Regions from separate parts of the Mus musculus genome. Here regions 1, 2 and 3 are each linked to region 4. A link is a contact called in public Micro-C and promoter capture Hi-C data. All regions are on one chromosome and are shown on one strand. Each heading gives the region's core, a stretch centred on a gene start, on an enhancer-like site or on the middle of the called end of the contact. The rest is flanking DNA. Distances are from core to core; before and after follow the strand shown.

Region 1 (2,909 bases), core at 236-2,735, 1.1 Mb before region 4:
CAATAGCTGCCTGTGTTGGACAGCTCTGAAACATGTTAGCTAATGGAACATTGATTTTTTTTTTAAGAAACAAAAAAAAAAAATGCAGGTGTTGCTGCAATCGATAGCCAAGAAGAGAGACTGAGGGAGGAGTTGGGTGAGACTAGTCCCTGAGCACATCCTCCCTGCGCTCCCAGGTGCTCCCAGGCCCCCTTACCTCTTGGGGATAAATGCTGGAGAGAAAAGCAGGAGTAATAAGGACAGGGATGTGCCTTGGTTCTCTAAGCGTTCCTCCTAGGGCCTTTGTGTCGGTCCTGAAGAAGTTACCCAGACTCCTTACAGATCCAAAATCAGCAGGACAATCCCCTTCCCAGTGTCCTGCTGCTACCACATGACAGAACTGGGATTTAGGTCTGTGCAAACACATATTCGGAGCAAACACAGACCCTTAAGAAGCACCAGAGGGGACGCACCAGTGGGTGAAGTGCGTATCACACACATGTGAGAACCTGAGTTTAGATCGCCATACAAAAGTCAGACATGAAGATCATATATTTGTAGTCTCAATCCTGGGGAGGTGGAGACAGGTGGATCCTGGGGTTTTCTGGTCAGCAAATCTCATCTAAATTGGCAAATTCCAGGTCATCGAGAGACTCGGCCTCATGCTTGGCTATGAGGATCTGAAATCTACTGGGGCGGGCAGCAGAGACATTTCTATTCTGAATCACTCCGCACCCTCATCACCTGTGAGGCCAAGTCGGTTCTTCTCTCCCCTAATTGCATCCATTTGCCTTTTCTTTCTTGTGTTACATAAGCTGAGATATTGGACTCGTTGGCTGTGACGGCTGAATTCTCTTCTAATTATAAGAAAAACAGTCTTTTCTCTCTTCCATTATTCCTAATGGAAATTAGCTGCATCCATCTTCTGGCTTTGGGACAGATCTCTGGGTCTCAAGTAGTGCCCGCTGATGCAGGCTTGGCGAGGAAGCTTGTCGCAACAGAGGCAGGCATGAGGGTTCAGAGCTGGATAGATGGAAGTTTGACTCTGGTCATTTGGTGAGAGCTGCAGCAGGTAGAAGCACAGCTTCTCGTGTTGGTTTTCTTACCTGAAAGGCGAGTCAGTGACCTCTCTGCAGGTGTCAGCGTGAGGGATCAAAGGTTGTTTATTACTGGGAACTGAGTCTGGTGGTGCAGGCCTGTGATCTTAGCACTGGGGAAACTGAGGCAATAAGATAGCCTCAAGCTGTGGGCTTGAGGCTAACCTGGGCTACATGTGCTCTCCTTTCAGGAGCCTGAGTGCTGCAGGCTCCTGTGGAAAGGATTCTTCCAGGTCTGACATACTTCTTGCTAGGTGCCAATCTCCTGTCTGGGAATCCTTGCAGTGCTGGGCGCTTGCCCAGAGAAAGGAGCAAGCTCTTGTGCTTGGTTCTGTGTGCCGAGCTGGGATGGTGGGGGAGGGGCAGCACTGAGCAGTGGGAACTAGAACTAGCTTTGCTCTCTGTGTCATCCGTGCCTGGTAGACCTTTCCTAGTGAGTCATCTGGCAGAGAAAGATACAAGCTGGGCTGCCAGGGAGGAATGCAACGAGCTTCAGTTCCAGCAGGCTTTGAGAGCATCTTAGTCAGAATTGCTATTCCTGCACAAACATCATGACCAAGACGCAAGTTGGGGAGGAAAGGGTTTATTCAGCTTACACTTCCACGTTGCTGTTCACACCAAAGGAAGTCAGGACTGGAACTCAAGCAGGTCAGGAAGCAGGAGCTGATGCAGAGGCCATGGAGGGATGTTACTTACCGGCTTGCTTTCCCTGGTTTGCTCAGCTTGCTTTCTTACAGAACCAAGACTACGAGCCCAGGGATGGCACCACCCACAAGGGGCCCTCTCCACTTGATCACTAATTGAGAAAATGCCCCACAGCTGGATCTCACGGAGGCTTTTCCTCAAGGGAGGCTCCTTTCTCTGTGATAACTCCAGTTTGTGTTAAGTTGACACACAAAACCAGCCAGAACAGAGGGTTAGAACCTGTTCCAGGGCCAAGGGAACAGCAGGAATGAGAGTCAGGCAGACCTGGGGCTGGAGCTCCAGGGCCAAGGGCACAGCAGGAGTCAGAGTTAGGCAGACCTGGGGCTGGAGTCCCCGCTGTGCAGCTCCCAGCTCAGTGCCATTCTCTCGGAATCCCGATTTCTTCATTTGTCAGATGGAGATCATAGTAGGAGCGAATTTGCTGACACGTATGGAACCCTTAGTGCTTTGGGACGACTCTAACTTAATTATCCTAGCTCATTCTGGTTACCTCTTGCTGTGAAACCTGGTTGCTTTACACATCAGTTTGCCATTCTCTCCCAGGCTTCTGTGTGCTGACTGGGCTCAGCTGGGGCTCTGGCTGGGTTCTCTTGTGGCTGGAACCATCTGGAAACTCAGTGGGGCAGGACATCTAGGATGGCTTCTGTATTTTTTTTCCCCCTAAGGCAGGACCGCGTACAGCCCAGACTGACTTTGAACACATTTTGTAACCCAAGCTGACCTTGAACTTCTCATCCTCTGCCTCTACTCCCCAACCAACAGGCATATTCCACCATGCAGAATTTAAACTGTGTTGGAGATTGAACCTGGGCTTTGTGGATGCTGGGAAAACAGTGCATCCCCACCCCCACCTCTGTGCTCCTGTGGACTTCAGTGGAGATACACTTAGGCTGTAGGCCATGAGATCTGACAGCAAAGGGGAACCGGCTTCAATCCCCAGCAGACATACCCAGCTGCAGGGCTGGGCTGTTCTCAGGCAGTGAGAGCTGAGAGAGCTGACAGAAGGCATCAGCCTATCTCCTCCATTCATTGCTGGAGGGAGCTGACCAATGAGCCACAGTGAAGCCCATCAGCCTGGCAGATAGCTCACCCCAAGTTCCCTGACAGAGGACTCTGCCATTGAGTCTC
Region 2 (3,351 bases), core at 582-3,081, 1.6 Mb before region 4:
AGTACTGACACAGTAGTGGAGAGAAGAGGGAGGTACCAACTTTGAGCAGGGTGGGTGTGAGAATCAGAGACAGTGATGGAAAGCTCTTAGCTGGTGTCTGGGCAGCCCTAAATTCCAATAAACAAAATTACCCCCCTTTCCCCGTCCTGCCACAGGTGTCATTCAAGCCCCTTTCCCTTTTATATTGAGCTTCAATTCTCTTAGTAGCAGGCCCTGTGGGAGGTGCTGGGAAAACCAGGCACCAACAAGTCACAGGTGACGGCCCTTCAGGCAACAGGATGCTCGCCTCTTCTAAACTACCTGCTTTAAATCACCCCACACTCTTTCTACTGACAAGCTGGCCCTCAGACTGCCTGACAAGACCTTTCACCTTTCATTCAGCTTCACCATCCAAAGGTGTTTGGCCGCTGGCTTGGACTCCCCCCACCTTCTTTCATGAGGACTACCACTCAAATGTAATTGCTTGTGTAGTGACGACCTCTCTCCGCAGCAAGTCCAGGAAGGCCTAGAGGGCACTGCCTGGATTTGAGGTCTAGCTCAGTCATCAATGGTGCACAGGGCTGTCTATTGGTTGGATGGATTCTACATACCTTCAAGTTAAAATGAGAGTGGCCCCGCCCCCAGGCATAGCCCCACCCTCTCAGGCCCTGTGGTCAAAGGCCTCCCACCCACAGCCTCCATGACCACTGAAGTTCAGGTTTGGAGAAGAGCATCAAAACTGAGGGACAGTTCCCTCCATCCATTGTCCCCGGACTTACTGAGAAGCTGTCTGCTGGAGTCGCTGACCGTCACATTCTCCTGCCAGAAAGGGTTCATCAACGGCGTGCAGGAGCTCTGGACTGATGGGAGGAAGGAGTTTCACCTGCAGAATCCTGACATTCTCCCTGCCCCCCCCCCCTCCGACCCCTGCCCCAAAGCTGCCTTAGATGTCTCCGGCCCAAGAAAGCAAGAGGGTGTTATGCACTTGTAAGCTGGCACTTCGCACTTTTGCAGGCCAGCCTCTGTCCATCCTCCCAGCACCCCTAAGTGCTTGGCACTGTGAGCTTGGAGGTTGAGATAGGAGTATGAGGTAAGCAACAGGTCCCAGGTACTGCACCCAGGTGAGAACACGGACCCTGGAAGGACCCTTACCCCGGCAAGTTCTCCAGAGTCCCGAGTGGGAGCTCAGAGGCTCTTGCTGGCTGCGGTTGGCCGGTCCCTGGTCCCTCATCCTCTGGCTGCTCCTTTCCAGCCTCTCGGTGTCGATGATGTACCAGAAGTCGGTGCCGATGGCTGCTGCCAGCAGCACGAAGCTCAGAGCCCCGCTCAGCGCCGCCGCTCCCGCCAGAGCGCCCAGGCGCACCCGCATCTCCCAGCGTTGGGCCCCCGGGCGCCGGCTCCTGCCCACGCTCCCCGTCTGTTCGCTGCACTCCAGATTCTCCAGCGTGGATCTCTGGCTCCACTTACGCGATCCCACCCGCACGTGCTCCGGCCCAAATCAGTGTCCTCAGGGATCCCTGTCCTCGCAGACCTCCACCCTAGTGCCTCCCGACCCTCCCGGGTCCGACTAGCACAGGTGCCACCTGCTCTCGCAGCTCCAACTTGCGCCCCGTTCCAGCGTCTCCTCCTTTCTGGCTCTGCACTCTTCTCCCCAGCCCCCGACTACTGCCTCCACTCCCCTGCCTCACCCTCCATGAACCCCTCCAGCAGCTCCCCGCCTCTGTCGACCTCAGTCCTCCTTGTTCTCCCCACACCTCTACCTCGGCGCCCCCAGTTCAGCCGGCGTCTATCTTCGCTTCCCACCGCTCCGGATCGGGGCGAGCGTCCTGAAACCTCAAGAAGACTGGGCTCACAAGACGAGCAGGCTGGACAGAGGGAGGTGCCAAGGGGGCGGTGCTGAAGAGAAGGCGGACTTCAGATACTAGGGAGTCAGAGGAGGCTGACTTTCTCTAATCTGGGGTTGCAGAGTCTCCTGCAAAGCCTCCTCCTGAGGCGCTTTTGATTCCAAAATGCACCTTCAAGTAATTTTCCTCTGCTGACTACAAAAGAAAAGGTCGGGATTTTTTTTTTCCACAAAAATTCTTTTAGTCAACAGGGAACATTAGATTCTGTGACTCTATTTTCTTTGTCAACAAAAATCTTCATCATCACAACCACCACTTCACTAACACCACAGCCCTACCCGCCACCCCATCATCTACATCACCACTACTACCACCATCATCAGCCTCACCATTTCTACCATTGCCCTCACCCCACCATCAGCACCACCACCGTCATCCCACCCTCACCCCGTCACCATTACCACACCAACAATAACAACCATCCCCACCATCTTCATCACCAGCACCAACAACCTCATCACCACTGTTACCACAAACACCGTTACCATTTTCTTTACCATAGCCGCCATTACCAGCGTTACCAATACTGCCATCCCCTTCCTCAGCACAAAACCTCTCATTCCTGGCACGAGGGTCCATGCTAAGAAGAAAGGGCATTAGCAGTCCAAACGCAGCCCAGACTTCCCATTCCTAAAGCAAGACACCCCAAGGAAACTCTCCTGTGTGTATGGCGATGGGAGTGAGGGAAGCAGGTTTGAAGAGTCAGAGATGGCCTGACTTGCAGTCTGCAGTTCTCAATGGCCCCTCATTGCTACCTTCTTCGCTGAGCGCTCAAACCCTTGATGCTGCTGTGACACAGTTTTAAAAAACTGTAATGCTGAAGTCAGTGAATAGGGGTGAGTAACCAGATGGGAGGCCTCAGTTAGTCTTTGGGGAAGCAACATTGACCCTGAGATGTGGACAAGCCAGCAGTTTACCCTACCTGCAGGAGTGTGAAAGTTTGCTACATACAGAGAAGTTTCAAGAATCTGGTGAGGGAAGGGGGCTTAGAAGAAAGACGAGAAGGTAGAAAGCAAAGGTGTACAGATCTGCAGACTCATGAGTGGGACTTGGGATTTCAGAGCTCATTGGACTCACAGTTTAACTCTTTGGAAAGTCTAAGTAGGAGACTGAAATGTTCTAACCTCATGGTGAGGGGGGCCAAAACCCCCAATATCTGTGATATTGCTATGTACCACCAAATGGCAAGAAGCAAGAATAATTGAGGTGAGGGAGCTGGAGAGACAGCTCAGGAGGTAAGAGCCCTTGAGACACAACGACATTAATTCAAAACCCCGGAATGCACATAAAAACATAGACAGGGTCATATGCACCGTAACCCCAGCTCTGTGTGGAAAGGACAAATACAGGAGGATTTCCAGGGCTTGCTGATTGCAAGCCTAGCTCCAAATTCAGTGAAAAAGCCCATCTGAAAACAATAAAGCAATGTAGACCTGATATCACCCCACCTCCAGTCTCCATGGAAAGT
Region 3 (2,999 bases), core at 170-2,669, 1.1 Mb before region 4:
GAGGACCCATATGCCTTGACTGGGCCATGGGATGCCCCAGGTAATGCCCCATCATAAAAACTTTTAACATAATTATATCTGAAAATTCCTTAACCATAACTTAACAGAGCTTCAGGTTCTAGGGCAGAGAATATAACCACACTAAGATAGGAAAGACTGTCTATCACATCAACTTTACTGAAAAAGGAACTCCACGCCCAGAGATGGCAAGTGCCTTGCTCAGAGATGCACAGGAGGGGGATGGTGGAGCTGTATTGGAATCCAGTGCCTCATCTCTCTAGAACCTCACCACACTTTCTGGAGAGGCTGTGTTCATGAAGTGGCACCCCATGTCACCTTCCTGACGTGTGGAAACCACTTGAATCATTCTGAATAGATATTCTTTAGTTAGCTTAGGTATATGTAGAGACATGATACATTTAGGCAATATTTGTATTTTACATGTGTGGTAACTTACATGTCTGTGCACTCTGATCCCCACAGGAGCCAGAAGAGGGTATCGGATCCTTGGATTTATAGGTGGTTGTGAGCTGCCATGTAGGTTCTGGGAATTGAACCCGTGGTCCTCTAGAAGAACAGTCAGCATTGTTCGCCTCTGAGCCCTCAGGGGTGGGCTAGGCAAGATTCACATAGTTAGCCATGTCTTTGAAGGAGGAGACACAGCCTCTGAACCTATAGGACTGCCACTTAAGAGAGAGGGCGACAGGGGCTCAACTGTTAAGAGCATTTGCTGTCCTTCACAACGACCTGTAACTTCAGGGGATCCAATGTCCTCTTTTAGCCTGCACGGGCACCCCCACACACATGACAGCCACTTAAAGGGAAACAGACACATGTAAATAAAAACAATAGAAGTAACAGTTTCAAAGAGAGGTCTTTGTTGTGTGTGAACAGCAGACCAGAGTCAAATGGGTAATTAAAGTCACTGGCTCCCCTCACACCAAGGCCGCGCGGGCCAATGGGTGAGTGACTGACAGGGATCCAGCTATAGCCTCCTCCCAGTTCCTGGTTCTCAGAGGTTCCTGTCTGACAAAGCCCGAGCCCGAGGCTCCCATTTGTGTGCTTAAGCTAGAAACTGTCATGCTTTAACTGTCAGCAGCTGCCACCACAGAGAGCAAGCTTTGCCACGGTTTCTGGGAAAGGGAAAAAAAATGATGACATTTCCAGGAACTGCCTGTTCTGTCCCTGAGGTGGGTTGTCCCCAAGAGCTGGCATATGGCATATGACTTCTGGTTTGCTTACGTCAAGAGAGAGAGAGAGAGAGAGAGAGAGAGAGAGAGAGGGAGAGAGGGAGAGAGGGAGAGAGGGAGAGAGAGAGAGAGAGAGGCTTTACTGACAGCAGTGTTGTGGTAACTCGAGGCCAGCTGCATCACTGGAAAGCCCACCCCAGTGCGGAAGCTGCATCTGGAGACTGACTCTCCCTTACTGTATGCGCTGCCTTGGGGATGGGCCTCCTCAATCCTGCAGGTTTCCTGAGCTTCCTGTGTTTTATGAATTTGGAGGAAGTTTTTTTGATTCAGAGAAAACAGCTCCACAACTGGAGGACTGGAGCACTCAGGCCCTGGAACTGTGGATAGCAGTGCGGAAGGGAGACAGAGGTGGAGACAGTTAAACGCGCTCGTCACTCCTGTCCAGGAGTTCTGATTTTATCCCGAGCAGGATGGGACACTAGGGAAAGGTTTCAAGCAAACGAAATGTCATGATTTGGGGGACAAGGCTTCATTATAGAGCTCAGGTTGGTCTTGATCTCAGGATCCTCCTGCCTTAGACACCGAGAGCTGGGGTTACAGATTTGTTATGCTATGCCCAGTTGGAACTGGGCTTTTAAAAAGATTCTCCCCACTCTGTCTGCTGAAGGCGTCCTGTGGGCAGCACTGAGGGGAGGGAGCAGGATCCTACCAGGATCAAGCCTGTCTGTCCAATTTTTTTGGGGGGTGGGAATGGCTGGAGTTAGTGGGAGCTTGTGGAGGGAGATTGACATGGTCAAGTTCAAGGTGCAGGCTGTGTTCCCAATGTAGAATCAAAAGGACTTGACCGTTCTTCCAATTACAGGTTAGTGCCCCTCTTACAACATAATGTCTCAAATAGTGTGTTGGGGAACAAAGACCTCACATGTAATAATAACACAAACTGGAGACTCAGAGCAGCCAAGTAGGGTACTGCCAACAGAGGTAAGATTGGTGGGTGAGCCACAGAAGTGCAGGGAACAACTTTTATAGTCCTGAATTCTGAACAATCCTCACCTCCCTTTCTTCATTGAGTGAGGACTCAGGGGCGAGGCACAATCTTACATGTCACCTGACATGTCTATTTCTCAGCAAAGGCCAGGTGTGGGTTTGGTTTTTGTTTGTTTGTTTGTTTTTGTTTTTTCATTCTGTTTGTTTAAATCTTTTCATTTAAGCTGCATGGCCTTGTTATATTTTCAGGTCATTAGGGAAAGCCCCGTTAATTTTCTACTGTAAATTTTATTTTCAGGTCATTAGGGAAAGCCCCGTTAATTTTCTACTGTAAATTTTTAGATTGCATGGGGGAAACTTCACAAACAAAGCCTCCTGCTCATTTTTAGTTGGATCTAAGCTGACTCAAGGTACTTATGAAAATGGACCACTCTTTTTTATTTCTCACAAATAAGACTTGTAGAAAGAGTTAACAGCACAACAGAGCAATAGAAACCACCCCATAAACACATCAGACATACATCACTTAGAGATGAGGCGTCTTTAGGCTAGCTGTGTGGCTTTCTGGGGTGGTGGCTTTTAAGCTGGCCTTCAGGAAAAGTAAAAGTGAAGGAGGTGATTTACAGTTTTAAAAACACCCCTCTCTGGTGAGAACAGCTTAAGTAGCCAGGTGATGTTGAGGCAGGAGGATTACCATGAATTCCTGGTTAGCTTGGGCTGCAAGTCAAGACCCTGTTTCTGGATGGGTGTGGTGGCCCATGCCTGGAGTTCCAGCATTGGAGAGGTGGAGACTGGAGGACCAGGAGTTCACGATCATTCCCC
Region 4 (3,291 bases), core at 317-2,816:
GCTCTAACCGGGGCGGAGGAGAGATGGAGAGGCAGGGTCAGCCCACCAGTGCTAAGGGAAGGTGGGGGGAGGGATGCAGTCTGCAGTGCTCACAGCCCCCTTATGCACCCTGGGGGCTCGACCAGAGAGGGAGCTGGAGCTTGGTGCCTATGACACCCTCGGTGCGGGTCTTCACTTCCTGTGGCTGATAACCAGAGCTCCTTTCAGGGACGCACCGGAGAGTGGAAGCCCCAGGTTGGCCACCCACGAGAAGCTTAGTGGGAACCTCCACCCTCACCCCCTACCACCACCTCGGCGCCCGGCTACTGGGAGTTGTGCGACCAGGAGCTGCTGAGCCTGGGGTGGGGGGTGGGGGGCAGGAAAGGAGGGGGCGCTGGCTGAGTTTGCTATGAGCCGGGAGGAGAAGAGGGGGAGGGAAGGACGCGGGCTCCCGCGGTCCCGGATCCCCGAGGGAGGTGTGATCACTCCCACGTAGCGACCCTCTTGTGCGTCCTGCCGCCCCCTCCTATCCATACCTTCCCCCCACCAGCTTCTCACAGGGCCCTCCCAGGCTCGGCGTCCCGCGCCAGCACTCACCGCAGCCTCTCTCCACATAGTTCTCAGCAGTGGCCACCCCTGGTCATCTCCAGGGCTGATTGCTGCCGCCGCGACTCTCAGAGCTCATCCGGCCCCATGCTCAGGCACAGCACCCCAGGAGCCTCTCTCCTAGAGCCCTGGCTCAGCTTTATGCTCCACTCCGGACAGCGGCTGCCAGGTCCTCTGAGCGCGCCTGGACACCCTCTCCGCAGTCCTGCTCCTGCTTGGCGTGCGTGAGTGTGTGAGTGTGTGTGTGTGAGTGAGTGTGGGAGCGCGCGCGCGCGTGTGGCCGGGGATCCCCGCGGTCCCTGGCGGAGAAGGGCGCAGGCAGAGGACCGCAGCTCCCTCCTGGCCCTTTCGCTGAAGGGCCAGCTCCGAGCTGGGCGTTCGGTTCCTCACTTGGTCAGCGGGAGCCCAGGAAAGAGCCTGGCCACCGCGGTTCACAACACTGGAGAAGCCAGGATCCTAGGGCACGCTTCTGCTGCGGTCGCCTAGGAGGATAGAGGAAAGCAGAGGCGCCCACCACAGCAACTTAGGACTTGTTCTCAGCCAGCGAGACGCAACGCAGCAACCCCCGCGCAATCCGACGTTGTTTGGAGCTCTGGTCCGCCTGCAGCCGCCCACCCCGGAGGCGGGCCAAGGCAGACCCCGCAGTCCCTAGGCGGCGACGCGGAGCGCGGCCACCCTCTTCTGGAGCGCACGGCGGCAGCGGAACAAGGCCGACCTAGGTGTCTGGCTGGTGACGGGGGGAGCTTGCGGTGGCGCGCAACCTTGGTGCTGAAACCACGCTCTCCGCCCGCTCCCGGGCGTCTGGTGCTGCTGAAGAATCAATTATTCAGATCTCTGCTACGGATTCCTCCTCCTCCAGTGCCTGGCGCTGGGTGCAGCAATCTCTGTTCCACGCAAGGCACGCCGACACGCACACACCCGCCCAGGATGCTTCTCTCAATGCCTCACCACCCTGATATGGGAACCCACTCTGATGTCAGAGAGCCGGGAGCTTAAAATCAGAAACATATATACTCTCTCCAAGCACAGACACGCGTGCGCGCGCGCATACACACACATACACACACAGACGCGCACCCACAGACACACATACACACTTGCTGCTTCCTTCTCTAAGTTGTTCGAGACAAAACGTAACCCTGTGGTTGCCTCTTCTAAGTCACCAGAACGGATAAGCCAAGAGCCTGGGGCTAACTGGCTGTGAAAACTGACTGGCTCCAATTCTAGCAGCTGGGCATGAGGCTCCTTGTTAGATGTCTACATTTGACCTTTGTACGGTCAGTCACTTGAATCCCAACACCTGTCTCTGCCTTTCTTCCCTTCCCTTGATGCCTCATGTCACCTGGATGTTTATGCTCCAAATGCATATGTTAAAATCCTAAGTATTAAGAGTACTGGCCTCCACAGTGATTAAGTCATAAGAATAGAATTGCATCCGGATCTTTATTTAAAAAAAAAAAAAAAAATCTCAGAGAGCTAGCCAGCTAGCCGGCTAGCCAGCTCCTAGCCCAGCCAGAAGCTGCCCCTAACAAACACAGAGCCTACTTCACCTTGTTCAGAGAACCAACTGTAAGAAACTTCTTGGACTCCTATACTGAGTAGTAGCTTTTGTTATTGCAGGTCTGCCAAACTCAGGAGTCACCCTCCTCCTTTAATGACTGATAATCTGAAAAAGCAGGCGAGCAACAGCAGTAAAAATAAATAAATAAATAAATAAATAAATAAATAAATAAATGCCATTTCTCAGGGTTATTTTGCAATAAAAAGACAATGGTCAAAGATTTAACAAAACCTGACACGTAGTAGGTACCCAAGAAAAAATGAGAGCCCTCTAAAGTAACTCATCCAGGGGGGATCGATATGGCTACAGAAAGGAGCCCCTGGTCCTGGAGACCCGTGGGTTTATTGTGGAGCTGATGTTGTGTGTGGAATACCCTGGGGTTTTACACAAAAGAAAACAAGGAAGCAGACAGAATCTGGACGGTAAAGGAAAAGGGGATGGGGGTGGGCAATGTGATACAACAGAGGCAGAAACTGGAGCAATGGTCCATTTACTGGGGCTGTGAATGGGCTGGACTGAGCCGGGCTAAGCTGGGCCTCTCTCTTGCATGGATATCATGCAAGACTCTGACCTGAGAACTTGAGAATGTTACACTGCCTTAGCTCAGATAAATGCACACCTGCAGCCCCAGCTACTAAGGAGGCTGTGCAGCCTAGGCAGAGCAAGCCCCATCTTTAAAAGCTATCTAGAGAACAAGCAAAGGCCTGAAACATAAATCATAAAGAATGAACACAGTGGGAAAACCAGGCCTAGTGGTGTGGCCAATGTGGCGACCGGGGTGGGGAAATCAAGTGCAGGGTACCCACGGGCAGCAGAGTGAGTTCAAGGCCAGCATGGGCAATTTATTGAGACCTTGCCTCAGAGTGAAAAGTGAAACCAAGGCTAAAGAGGGGGCTCCAGTGGCAGAAACTGTAATCTTGACTTCAAATGCCACATAGTAGCTGTGTTCCTTCTGTTGGCTGCACACAAATGCAACTCAGTGGTCACTGCATTGTTCACTGGCTTGTTCTCTAATGACAATGGATGGCTCAGAGTCTCACCCTTCTCTCTTCAAGTGCCTGGAGAAAAAACAAAAGCCTTTTTTATTCTCTTCTCTTCTTTTCTTTTCTTTCTTTCTTTTCTTTTTTTTCTTTCTTTTTCTTTCC

What was found. Promoter capture Hi-C pulls out the DNA fragments that hold promoters and counts their contacts. Hi-C and Micro-C count contacts between places; a contact is called where the count stands out from the background.
Region 1: a contact with region 4 is called in a promoter capture Hi-C map of hippocampal neurons, with 12 times the contacts expected there. The contact joins the enhancer-like site here to the promoter of Grin2a in region 4. A contact is called at or near these places in 9 of 39 promoter capture datasets (cranial neural crest, embryonic stem cells, frontonasal cranial neural crest and 6 more), 3 of 484 Hi-C or Micro-C datasets (cortical neurons and embryonic stem cells), 9 of 115 datasets of contacts at active chromatin or transcription factors (SST interneurons, embryonic forebrain, embryonic stem cells and 2 more) and 1 of 9 other capture datasets (adipose tissue).
Region 2: a Micro-C map of embryonic stem cells shows a contact between it and region 4, with 3 times the contacts expected there. The contact joins the promoter of Tmem114 here to the promoter of Grin2a in region 4. A contact is called at or near these places in 2 of 484 Hi-C or Micro-C datasets (both in embryonic stem cells), 1 of 115 datasets of contacts at active chromatin or transcription factors (embryonic midbrain) and 1 of 9 other capture datasets (embryonic stem cells).
Region 3: a contact with region 4 is called in a promoter capture Hi-C map of hippocampal neurons, with 13 times the contacts expected there. The contact joins the enhancer-like site here to the promoter of Grin2a in region 4. A contact is called at or near these places in 7 of 39 promoter capture datasets (cranial neural crest, frontonasal cranial neural crest, hippocampal neurons and 4 more), 5 of 115 datasets of contacts at active chromatin or transcription factors (embryonic forebrain, embryonic hindbrain, embryonic stem cells and 2 more) and 1 of 9 other capture datasets (pancreatic islet).

Annotation. Positions count from the first base shown.
Region 1 is chr16:8,937,241-8,940,149 of GRCm38.p6, forward strand. No RefSeq gene overlaps it. Among named protein-coding and RNA genes, the nearest start is that of Gm30371, 23 kb to the right of the region's middle. Within about 2 kb of position 1,486, at least 31 of the 459 cell types and tissues checked have an H3K27ac peak or open chromatin away from gene starts, as enhancers often do. A contact at or near this core is called in SST interneurons, cortical neurons, forebrain and 1 more, where this site is marked.
Region 2 is chr16:8,423,305-8,426,655 of GRCm38.p6, forward strand. It overlaps Tmem114 (transmembrane protein 114), which reads right to left and starts at 1,832. Exons shown (of 4, transcript NM_029070.2): 1 at 1,132-1,832; 2 at 759-839. The coding sequence starts at 1,348.
Region 3 is chr16:8,915,207-8,918,205 of GRCm38.p6, forward strand. No RefSeq gene overlaps it. Among named protein-coding and RNA genes, the nearest start is that of Gm30310, 35 kb to the left of the region's middle. Within about 2 kb of position 1,420, at least 33 of the 459 cell types and tissues checked have an H3K27ac peak or open chromatin away from gene starts, as enhancers often do. A contact at or near this core is called in hippocampal neurons and pancreatic islet, where this site is marked.
Region 4 is chr16:9,994,247-9,997,537 of GRCm38.p6, forward strand. Grin2a (glutamate receptor, ionotropic, NMDA2A (epsilon 1)) reads right to left here and starts at 1,567. Exons shown (of 14, transcript NM_008170.4): 1 at 577-1,567; 2 at 1-3. It overlaps Gm30668 (a long non-coding RNA gene), which reads right to left. Exons shown (of 3, transcript XR_384651.2): 3 at 2,963-3,204.